2 separate regions of the Anas platyrhynchos genome follow, and region 2 is linked to region 1. A link is a contact called in public Hi-C data. All regions are on one chromosome and are shown on one strand. Each heading gives the region's core, a stretch centred on a gene start, on an enhancer-like site or on the middle of the called end of the contact. The rest is flanking DNA. Distances are from core to core; before and after follow the strand shown.

Region 1 (5,935 bases), core at 2,100-4,599:
GAAGCAGCTCAGCCTAATTTTACCCCAGAATGTAATTACTTGGCTGAATCATGTGCAAGCAACATACAGGACTGATGCTCCAACACAATGTGCTCTAATATGTTCCCTCTACTCACACCATGCCCTTGCTCTGAGTCTCCAGTCTGACAGCTACTTACTCTGAACAATTTGTGTAATCCCTTTGTGCCTCAGTTTATTCGTTTACAAAATGCAAACCTCCTGCCTAAAAAGAGTACAGAGATTCAGTAACGGATCTCTGTCTTCTCACTGAACACATTTGCTGGCAATTTTCATTATAGCAAATACTTAGAAATTGTAAGAGCTGGCTGCCTGCAACAGACGGTGTGCATTAATCACCGTGTTTATTGCAGCTTATTAGCACAATTAATTGTACACAATACAAATGTGATCTAACCCATAATCTGGAGATTACGAATGCTGCGTAAATCCAAAATGAAGGTCTAGGTCTTCAAGTAAAATGTCAAGTCATGAACAAAAACAGTAATAAGAACAACCAGGCCTGCTTGGGAATATCCCCTCCACGTGCATACTACTGCACATAACAAAGGTGAGCTTGGAAAACGACCTCAGCATCCCTCCTGTACCCCACAGCATCCAGCCTAAAAGTGTCAGGATTTGTTTGAGAGCCTTTCTTGAGGCGGGGGCTGCTGGGCACTGAGCTGCAGGGCCAGGGCAGAGCTGCACAGCCCAGTACTCAAAGGGCAGTCCCACGGGAGTGGGCAGAGGAGGCCAGAACTCCCTTCCTGCAGTTGTTACCTCGGCCATTTCCCAGCCCCACTCTGCATCTCAGGTCAGCCAAGGAAGGGCTGGTGGGCTCAAAACCCACTCAACTCTTTCTGACGGGTTTTTAGGGCATTTGGCTGCTCAGCGCAGCTCACAGCCTCAGCGAGGCACTCGGTCTCCTCACGCTATGCCGAGAGAGAATTCGGCTTCTGTTACCAAAACTCACCTTCCCAACACGCATCCGCTGCCTGAGCCCAGCTCTGCAACAGCCCACGCAACTGCTGCGATCTGGGTACTGGGGGTTCAGCCTCAGCCCCGCTGGGTGGTCACTTATCTAAAGCAACATTCACTGGAGGGGCAGCTGGATACAGAACACCCCAACCAGCGGGCTCACACCTGCTCTTGCTTGACCTAGTGCTGTAACTGTTCCATTAGTGTAGCGCTGTGTGGACAGGAACACAAAGTCAGTCCAGAGTCTCTTGCTCATCTGTTCATCTCTGCCCAGGGCCAGATTGAAGACAGGCAGTCTTAGAACAGCTACATGGACATGGAGGGAAGAAAGTCTCACTGGTGAATCTTTGAGGCCTCTGAAGTAGCTGAACAGTGACAGCAACGCAGGACCACACAGCTCCAAAACACACTTTGTCCTGCTTGTCACAACACATCAATACCAGCCATTTACAGCATTTACTCTATTATTCTTGAAATAAAATCAATATGCAGACCAAGGCCAGAGAAATTCAGCCTGGGAGTTTATCAAATTCCCCACGTTGTTGGACAATCATTGATGAAACGATTATTCTTTATGCACTGATGAAGAATCTTCCATACAAAGCTCTCAAATTGCTTTACAAATTGTCTCTAATGCATACAGGGAGTGCGACGTTATTTCCCCCTGTCCTGGTATGCTCTGTCCTTCAGAGTTCCTGTTTCACAAGCTGTTCCAAGGCCACATTGCCTCTCCAGGTCTGCAGGAGAGACATCCATCCTCTCCCTTGGCAGGTGTCTTGACCCACTCTTCAATTCAAATTGCATTTTCTGCATTTTTCTCTGTCAGATCTTTTCTTAGGAGACAGTTTTTTTCCACCTTGACTGTACAACTCACCATCACTTGTGACAGTCTCTTGAATCACTGACACGAATCAATACAGCGAATCTTGCAGAGGATGGGGCGAGGAGGTAAGAAAACAAATGCGAAGGTGTTGCAACCTTTTAAGTCCTGCGCTTTCAGCTCAGCACACCACGAGGCCTGACTGGAGTCATACAGCCAGTGCTAACACGAGCGCTCCACAGGGAGCTGTGGAGGCTCAGGGCTGCTCTGTGCATCTTCCAAACCAACAACAGGGAACTAAAGGCAACGTGCTACATGAAACGAGGCAGGGCAGGGCTCTCTCACAACACTGCTCTCTCTTTGCGCTGTGTCTCTCCTAATCAGCTTTCTGGACCGAAAACTGAGGCTTTCGCCGTCCGTAGCGCTGAGCAGGAGCACACAGAATGCACATGTCCTATTGGATCACAGGGCAGAGTGCACTCACGTGGGCTGCCTGTCAGGGACCCAGCTGCGCCTCTGCAAAAGGAGGGGAACGAGGGAGGGCACGAACAAAGCCTGTCAGAGGGCAGGGACGGGAATGCCACTAGACACCGAGGTTGCAGCCGCGCTGGGAGGCTCACCCAGGGCCTTGCTCCTCGTTCACAAACTCATGGTTTTGGTATCACTCAGAAGTGTGGGAATAGCTTATCACCAAGGAGCTCGCCGCACTGATGAGTGGAACTGATGGTTTGATCCAGTCACGGGTATTAAAGCACAAAGCAACACGGCAAAAATCCATCCTGTGGGGTCTCTCCTCAAGGAAATGCTTCTACCCACATCAGCACCAGAAGCCAGCAGATTTCCCAGTCCCTTTCTTCACGGTCCCACCAGAAAGGTCTCTTTTTACTGGACTTGGTGCTCCTCTCTCTTGAGGCAACTCTTGTTCCGCAGCTCTCAGAGAAGCCTGGCAGGAAGGGCGAGCACAGGCGGAGACGCGGCGCAGCGGGCATCCGTTTCAGAGGGCAGAAGTTTATCACTCGGGACAGGATTTCCACCAGCTTTATCGCCGTGCTCCTTGTCTGGAATTAAGGCCCCCAGAGGAGCTGTTTCCACTCTGAATTAGCAATGAGGCCGCGCTCGCAGCCCTGCCCCGGCTCACGGTGGGTGCAGGCAGCAGACACGGGGCGCACCCCAGCCTCACGGGTCTCCACACGCGGAGCCCGAGGGGCTCAGAGCCGTGAGGCGCTCACACTGCAGCCCAGTAAATTAAATTAAATTAAAGTAAATTAAGGCCGGAGCTTGTGCTGGCGCTGGAGCCGATTCCGTGAGGCACCGAGGGGCAGGAGCCCTCCTGGGACGGCTGGGCTGACGGTAATGAGGCACAAAAGCACCAGACCAGGGAGACTGAAGGGACACAGCCCCGGGAGCTGAGCCTGCTTTATAAAAATTAATTAGTTAATTAATTAATTAGCCCTCAGCAGGCTGCACGGCTCTGCCCACCCTGCGCCCCCTCAGGGTCCCCTCAGGGTCCCCTCAGGGCACCGCGCGCCTCGCGCGCCCCCGCGCGGGGGCTGCCGGGAAGGCGGCGGGGTCGCCCCGGAGGGGTTGGGGGGGGGCGGCACACAAGGCGCATGCGCAGAGCCAGCACCTGGAGGAAAGGGCAGGGCCGCCGGGGAGGTGTCAGGACGGGAAGTCCTTCCTCTGACCCCGCCTCCGCGCGGCGCCGATTGGTTGCGGCGCGCCGAGGCGCTTCTCCCATTGGCTGGGAGCCACGTCGGTCCGGCGGCGGCATGGTTCGCTTCAAGAACAGGTGAGGCTGAGGGCGCGGGGCCGGGCTCGGGCCCGGCCGGGCCCCCCCCGGTAACCGGCGGCCCCCTCAGGTACGTGCTGTGCCAGGTGGTGGCCGAGGAGCCGCGGGGCCGGTCCTGCATCGAGGAGCGAGCCGTGGGCAGCGCCGTCAAGGACGCCATCGCGCGGGCCTACGGGGACTACGGGCTGGCCTGCTGCTCGCTGGCCTTCACAGGTGGCGGCCGGAGGGACCCCGGGGGGAGGGGAAGGGACCCCCGGGAGGGAGGGGGAGCCTCTGAGGGAAAGGGGAACACCCCAAAAACAAGGGGGGACCCCCGGGAGGGAAGGGAAGGACCCCCCCGGGAAGGGACAGGGACCCTCGGGAAGAAAGGGGGAGTCCCAGGAGGGGAGTCCCTAGGGGAAAGACCCCCGGGAAAGAAAGGCCCCCCCCCGGGAAGAGGGACCCCCTAGAGGGAGGGAGACCCCCGGGAAGAAAGACCCCTGGGAAAGGCAGGGATCCCCTCAGGAAGCCCCCCCGAGGGAGAAGGGGTGACCCCCGGGAGGGAGGAGCTCCCCCAGGGAGAATGGGGAACCCCCCTGGGAATGGCCCCGCTGGAGGGAGGAGACCCCTGGGATGAAAGAGCCCCGGGAATGGAAGGGACCCCCCGGAAAGGGACCCCTCCCCAAGGAGAAAAGGGGACCCCCAGAAAGAAAGAGCGACCCCCGAGGATGAAGGGTCCCCCCCCCCCGAGGTGCCGGTGGTGAGCAGTGCCGGTCCCGCAGTGAAGTACCTGAACGCCTACACGGGCACCGTGCTGCTGCGCTGCCGCAAGGACTTCTACCGCCTGCTGTGCTCGGCGCTGCCGCTCGTCAGGCAGCTGGAGAGCCGCGGGCTGCGCTGCCCCTGCTTCCTCAGCACCCTGCACGTCGGAGGTGAGCCCCGGAGGGAGCGTGGTGGGCACTCTGCTTCATTAGAGGTGGCTTTAATTAAGGGACAGCAGCCCCCCGTGCTCAGACCCTCATTAATGCTGCAGGAGTCTTCATTACAGCGAGCAACCAGAGCAGCAAATGCTGCATTACATTAATTTTAAAAAAAAAAAAAAAACACGTTTTTAAAGTATAGCATTGTCCCTGTCCTGAAAATTAACCGCTTGGGACAAGGAGGTGGTACTACTTATTAGAAATTAGCATCATCACATCACTGGGGAAGCGCAGTGTGGACACGCATCCTATCCTTTGCCTTAATAAAGGTGGTACCCAGGGTATTTATTGTGTGATACAAAGATCTTCATGCTTTACATAGTAACACTTGGTTTCACGGTTTCAAAACTTGTTACATATCATTCTTGTGACTCCGATAGGTACCATAAGGTCATGCCAGAAATTCCTAATCCAGTATAACAGAAGACAGCTGCTGACGTTATTGCAGAACTGTACAAATGAGGGTGAGTTCCTCCAGCTGCTTTCCTGAAGAGCAGCCTGAACTGCTGGAGCTTTTGTAGGAGGTGCAGGGCTGCTTCCAGCTCCTGCAACCGAGAAATGGGCCTCTCTTTTCAAGTTGAGGACATCCAACACATGTGAAGAGCTCAAGGAATGACCCTGTGTTGCCCCCTTTCTTGCAGAGGAAAGACAGCGCATCCGGCAGTCGGTGTTGAGCTGTTCCCTTACAGAAGAGCAGTCTCACAGTGGAGAGGAGGAAGAGGAAGAGGATGAGGATGACGGCACAGAGACAGACTGAATGTTACTTGTTACTATTCACCTCTCTTCTGTACAGGTGTAATCATGATGATACCAATGATTTTCTGTTGTAAGTAAAGCAAGGGCTGGGAAAAGCACCTGTCCCTATTTAGACTTCATTTCCCCATTCCAGGTGTTGAAAAATAAAATGTTTTTTGTTGATTTTTTTTAAATTGTGTTACACTTCAGTGGGTTGTCTGTTTTACTCCAGGAATTAAAACTACTAAAGAGCACAGAAACTCGCTGTGATCTTCATGCTGAGGTAGAAGCGAGCTTTAGGCAGCTGGCACCGACAAGGAATGTATTTTTTCTCCTTCAGTACAGAGAGAGCATTAACATCTTTTAGTTTTGGACCTGATCTTCAGGCGCATCCATTGTTCAGAAGGATATCCATTGTTTTGAGGCACAGAAGCACCACTTGTGTATACAGCAGTAGAAACTACAGGGAATCCATGGTAGAACTTCAAGGCTCACATCTGTCCAACCCATTATAAAACTCAGGTACAAGTACTGCTTAAATATTTATTAAGATTACACCAATCAGTTACAGGAAAGGAGCACTGCTGGTAGCATCTCTTGAATCCATAGGAAAACGAGATACAACTTGATGCTGTCCTTCGGAGACTGCCCCTGCAG
Region 2 (5,935 bases), core at 1,356-3,855, 260 kb before region 1:
TTTATACTGAAAATGTAAATTTTGATATGCATTTAAGTCTTCCATCTGGACCTTGGTCTTTGAGACATTAACTAGCTAGTTCAGATGATGAATGATTCCAAAGTAAGTCACACCTGTACCCTTGAATAGCTAAGTATGGGGAAATGACACTTGGTCATCACATTACATTTAGGGAATGTAATCCTCCAAATATCTTTATACAGGTGATCCAAATTTTGTCACAGTTCTGCACAAATTGTATGCTTATTTGTAAATAAAGGGAATCTGGCTATGTTGTAACAAGCACTAATTGAATGACTGCATCAACAGGCTCGTGTCCTGGGACAAGATAAGCTGGGGACCAGATGAAGTTGGCTCAAGTGGGCCTCTAAATGCATTGCTGAAGCAGTGGAGGTGGCGGAGAGTGATGCCACAGGAGCAGAACTGAAGAGAGAGATTCAGCCTTACCGTGTGAGGGGACAAGGAGCTAAGGTAAAGGCTGTGCCGGTCACCCTGTGATCTCCCTGGGAGCGCTAAGTGCGGGGGGTCATCTTTACCGAGAGCCCAGCAGCGTGCTCAGGGGACGAGCTCCCGGCATGCTAATGCGGCATTCCAAGGGGGAGCGGGAATGGAGCGGGAATGGGTTTGCCGAGAAACACGCGTGCTTAGGGGGGGAAGTACGTAGCATTTACCTAAAGAAGCAGGCAGGGCGTGTCAGACGGTGCTTTTTAAACAGGAGGGCTGGGAGCTGAAACCAGAACATTCCCTGGCAACTGGAGAAAGTTCTGAGGAAAGTGCAGTGTGAGCGGCAGGACCCCCTCCCCCTGCCTAGAGAGGAGACAAAGAACAGGCAAGGAGGGAACTGAAATAGGAAGCAGGAACCATGTCAGGAGACTGGGGACTAAAAGAAAGCAAATTAATAAGGCAATATGAACCGCTGGGGGGAAAGGCACGCAACTGACTGAAGCCACTAGGAAAGATAAGCAAATTCCAGATTCTTTAACTGCTGCAAGTGTGCGCACATGCAGCCTGCCTAGTATGTGTAAATATAATCCTTTTCCTCACCACAGCAAGTACAACTCTTGGTTTGTGGCACACTAACAGACTAACAGGATGGGAGCACTGCATTATACATGTAATAGAGTGCGTGTTCATCAACATCGCTACCACTCGAACAACCTCAGATTTCCCAAAATACACGTTCAGATCAGGGCGCGTGCATATGTAATGCAGTAATAAAAAGCTACCGGCAGTATTCTGCCTGCGGTGTAGTCAGCTTCCAGCAGAAGCAAGAGAAACCCAGCATACAGGCTGAGGGCAGCGCGTGGCCTTAAGTGTTAATGCAATATCGCGTTTTGGAAGTTGGAAGCTTGGTGCGCTCATTTGCACATCAGTACCCAGAATGCTTTCTCGGTTCCACCACTGTTTAATTCAAGTGCTGGGTTCGAGCTCTTGGAACGCTCCACAGTTTGAGATGCCCTTGCATGCGCTGAGTTCAGTATTTTCCACTGAATAGTTTAAGTGACAATACTGGATTGTGAATGGGTCATCCAAGGCTTCTGAATTAGCCTTGATGTTCCAAATGCAAAAAACTGCCCCTGAACGCTTTAAAAACGCATTGTCTTTAACAAAGCAAAGAACCTAGTTTTGCAAGAGCGCGTGTTTGGGGGGAAACATTTCTTCAAAAGTAAGCAACAATTTTTCTGAGACAGAAAGCAAGATTTAGCCGAACGTGACTGCTGCTGCTGCTCTTTGAAGAGGAGCTCTTCGTACCGAGCCCGTGAGCACCCAGGGGAGGTTCAGCACCGGGCCGGTGCAGGCAGCCCCGGGCAGCAGCCCGCAGCCCTGCCTCTCGGGGCGGTTTCCCCGGGGCAGGCTGGCAGCGCGGCCGTGGGAACGGCGGGGCAGCGGAGGCCCCGCGGGGAGGCCGTTCCCCCAACATGGAGGCAGCGCTCGAGGCTGCGCCTCCCGCAGCCCCCTGCCCGCGGGGACCGCTGCTCCCAGCCGCTCCTGCCGGGGGGCATCGCTGCACCGGGGGAGAAGGGAGTGAAGGGAAAGGGGGTACCCCCCAAAAAACGCGCAACGCCTGGCTTTTTTGGTCAGGCTGAGAGTTGCTGGGGAGGGGGTGAAGAATGCAATGAAAGGGCGGGGGGAGGCCGCAGCCCCCGGCCCCTCGGGGATCGGCTCTCCTCGGGCGGGGAGAGGAGGTGGGGGCTGCTCGGCGCCTCTGCAGCTCCGGGAGGGTTTGCATTGGCCGCTCCGCGCCTGGGGAGGGGGGGGGGAGGCTGCCTGCAACCCCCCCCCCTTCTCTCCAGCCCCTCCTCTCCCCGGCGGGAGGGGGGCCCGGGGGGGCGAGCTGCAGCCCGGATATTTGGGGGAGGGGGTGAGCGCAGCCCCCCCACCCCCCTGTGCCATGGGGGGGGCCCCCGGCTGCCGGCTCGGCATTGGAGGAGCGGTGCTGGGGGAACGGGGGGGCTGCAGCCCCCAGCCCCCGCGGGCGGGCGGGGTGGGGGCCGGCCTGCTGGCTCGGGCTGCTCGAGCATTGGCGGATGCGGGGAGGGAGGGGGGCAGGAAGCGGGGGGGCAGGGGGGAGCCCGAGCGGCTGGAGGGGCGGGGGGGGGGGTCTCTATGAAAAGGGTGGGGGGCTTCTGGAGCAAAAGAAGAGCGGAAAGTTTGCGGCGCCGGCGGTGAGGGTGCGGCGGGGCGGGCGGGGCCCGGGCCGGAGCCGGCGGCGGCGGCGCTCGGCGGGGGAGCAGCAGCCGGGGGGCCCCCGCTGGATTTTTGTAGGGGGGGTGGTATCGCCCCCTCCTTCTCCTCCCCCCAGGGGTGAAAGTGCAAGAGGAAGTGCAGCCGCTGCCATCTTTCCTCCGCTCCAAACACACAGGGACGGACGGGAGCCGGCAGCCCGGAGCCGCAGCCGCCGGAGCCCCGTCCCTCCCGGCTCGCTGCAGCCGCGCCGCGCACGCCCCTTCCCGCGGCGGCCGCAGCGCCTCGTGGCGGCCGGGCCCGGGCGGAGCTCGCAGCGCTCGGCGGCGGCCCCGCGCCCCTCCGCAGCCCGAGCCTTTTGTCTCGCCCCCCCTCTCCTTTCTTCCCCCCCCCCTCTCTTCTCCCTCTGCCCGCCATCCCCTCGCACTGGGCAGGGAGCGCAGCGCGCACCGCCGCCGCCGGCCCGGCCAGGGGCGGGGAGGAGCAGGAGGAGGAGGAGGAGGAGGAGAAGGAGGAGGAGGAGGAGGAGCAGCGCGCCGCCCGGCGGCCCTGAGAGTGCGCGCCCCCTGCGGGCGCCAGCGGGGCGGCGCAAGCCCCATGGAGCGGGTGAGCGAGGCCGCCGCTTGCGGCCCCTCGTCGGGCTGCTACACGTACCAGGTGAGCCGGCACAGCGCCGACATGCTGCACAGCCTCAACCAGCAGCGCAAGAACGGCGGCCGCTTCTGCGACGTGCTCCTGCGCGTGGGCGACGAGAGCTTCCCGGCGCACCGGGCGGTGCTGGCCGCATGCAGCGAGTACTTCGAGTCGGTGTTCAGCGCGCAGCTGGGCGACGGAGCAGCCGGCGGCGGCGGCGGAGGAGAAGGGGGCACGACGGAGGCGGCGGCGGCCGGTGGTGCCGCGGCAGCGGCCGGCGGTGCCCCCGGGGGCGGGCGGGAGCTGGAGATGCATACCATCAGCTCCAAGGTGTTTGGAGACATCCTGGACTTCGCCTACACGTCGCGCATCGTGGTGCGGCTGGAGAGCTTCCCAGAGCTCATGACGGCTGCCAAGTTCCTGCTGATGCGCTCGGTGATTGACATCTGCCAGGAGGTCATCAAGCAGTCCAATGTGCAGATCCTGGTGCCCCCTGCACGCCCCGACATTATGCTGTTCCGCCCGGGGGCTGCTGACCTCGGTTTCCCTCTTGACATGACCAATGGTGCCACCTTGGCCCCCAATGGCAACGGCATCGCTGGCATGCCTGAAGACGAGGCCACGCGGGCTGCTCTCACCGCGTCTCAGTCCTCCCTGCCCGTTCTGCAGGGTGTGGACCGCCTGCCCATGGTGGCAGGCCCCCTTTCCCCACCACTGCTGGCCTCACCCTTTCAGAACGTTGCTGCTAGTGTCCCCACCTTGAGTACCAAGAGGGGCAGAGGGCGTCCCCGTAAAGCCAACCTCTTGGACTCCATGATGTTTGGTGCCCCTGGGGGGCTGCGAGAGGCTGGCATCCTGCCTTGTGGCCTCTGTGGGAAAGTGTTTACGGATGCTAACCGTCTTCGTCAGCACGAGGCTCAACACGGGGTGACGAGCTTACAGCTGGGCTACATAGACATCCCACCCCCGAGACTGGGTGAAAATGGTGTCCCTGGTCAGGATGACCCCGATGCCCCCCGAAAGAGAAGCAGGACGAGGAAACAGGTGGCCTGTGAGATCTGTGGCAAGATTTTTCGGGACGTGTACCACCTGAATCGGCACAAGCTGTCGCACTCTGGTGAGAAGCCTTACTCTTGTCCAGTGTGTGGGTTACGGTTCAAGCGGAAAGACAGGATGTCCTATCATGTGCGATCTCACGATGGCTCAGTGGGAAAGCCCTACATCTGCCAGAGCTGTGGAAAAGGCTTTTCCAGGTAAGAGAGCACTTATAAGGATCGTAGACACACACACAGAGACCTAGGAAGTTGCCTTTCCCATCCCTTGGGAAACAAGAACAATTTGTGTTTAGGATAGTTTCACTGCTCCAGTTTAAAATGCCTTGAGAAATGAGACTTTCATCATTTCCGCTGGGAGGCTGTTCTACAGTCACTTGAGAGGATTTAAAAGTAATTAAGATGTAGAACTGGGAGTCAGTTGGCTTCTGGGTAACATTCCCAGCTTTGTCCCAGACTTGGAGTATGTGTGTCCTTGGGCAAATCAGTTAGTCTCTCCCTCAAACGATGAAATGGGTGTTGAAATAATTACCTACCTCACATAAGTGGCTAGAGACTACTGATTTGTAAGTAGTTTGAAGGTGCTGTTGAAGTGCAAAATATTAATACATCTCAAGTTTATTATTTTTCTCGTATCCATTTTAAATTTTCTTTTTCTTAACTTCCCTTCATTTCTCTTAGTTCGTAATGTTTTTTATCACCCAAATGTGAAGGAAGAGGTGAGATTTCAAAGGCTGCAGCATCAAGTATCTTTTAATACATGATCTTTGTGTCCTTTGGGTTTACATCCTTCTGAAGGGGATCCTGTTTCTGCCCTGCAACATACGTAAGATCTGTGCATTTAATGTTGCTGATTTTTTGTTGTCGCTGTTTGTGGGAGTTAATTTAATATAAGTAGTTTGGTACACGTAGTTATGTTAGTAGTATCTTACAGTCTAAGTTAATGCATTTGCAACTTTTTTTTGTAAGTTTGCTGCTCGCTTTCAGGCTAGAAGTAGTGGGGGGAGGGGGTATGCCTACACTCCGCGTTCCTTTTGTAGCAGCCGCCGATTTTCTGCAGCAGTTGGTTTGCTCCAACAGGAGAGGAGGAATTGAGGCAGAAAAATGAATCAAAAGGCTTTTAGGGCTAGAATTGTCCCAGCTGTATAAACGTAGCAATTGTGCTCCTGCTAGTTCTCTTGTGGGTAGAGGAACATTTTGTTACTGAAATAAAGAAAATGCAGATTTTTCTTTAAAAAATGAATAAAAAATCAGCAATAATTAGGGGATGCACCGTCTTCGGGAATGCAAATTTAGTGGTGGAAAGTCATAAAACATGAAATTGCATGTTAGCTAAAAGTGAAAGTTTGCTTTTTACTCTAGTACTACCTGAGATCATCCGCCAATAGTCACGTTTAAAATTTTCTGTTGCTGTATGAAAGATTTTTGTTAACAATAGGAGGTGAAAGATACGTGTCGAGTTCTCAATTATCCCAGTAATTTAATGTGACCAAGCAGGAATAGCGTTACGAAAATGAACAACAAAAGTGTCGATACATCTTTGTAGAGTCCAAGTAGGCAAAGTA

What was found. Hi-C and Micro-C count contacts between places; a contact is called where the count stands out from the background.
Region 2: a contact with region 1 is called in a Hi-C map of skeletal muscle, with 4 times the contacts expected there. The contact joins the promoter of PATZ1 here to the promoter of CABP1 in region 1. A contact is called at or near these places in 2 of 8 Hi-C or Micro-C datasets (both in skeletal muscle).

What each region holds. Positions count from the first base shown.
Region 1 is chr16:7,881,010-7,886,944 of IASCAAS_PekinDuck_T2T, reverse strand. CABP1 (calcium binding protein 1) reads right to left here and starts at 3,349. Exons shown (of 8, transcript XM_072024166.1): 1 at 971-3,349. POP5 (POP5 homolog, ribonuclease P/MRP subunit) reads left to right here and starts at 3,430. Exons shown (of 5, transcript XM_027469995.3): 1 at 3,430-3,584; 2 at 3,655-3,797; 3 at 4,346-4,495; 4 at 4,924-5,007; 5 at 5,185-5,472. The coding sequence starts at 3,565. The coding sequence ends at 5,300. It overlaps RNF10 (ring finger protein 10), which reads right to left. Exons shown (of 17, transcript XM_027469989.3): 17 at 5,808-5,935.
Region 2 is chr16:8,137,882-8,143,816 of IASCAAS_PekinDuck_T2T, reverse strand. PATZ1 (POZ/BTB and AT hook containing zinc finger 1) reads left to right here and starts at 2,605. Exons shown (of 6, transcript XM_027470045.3): 1 at 2,605-4,571. The coding sequence starts at 3,283. LOC119718477 (a long non-coding RNA gene) reads left to right here. Exons shown (of 5, transcript XR_005269631.2): 5 at 310-2,539.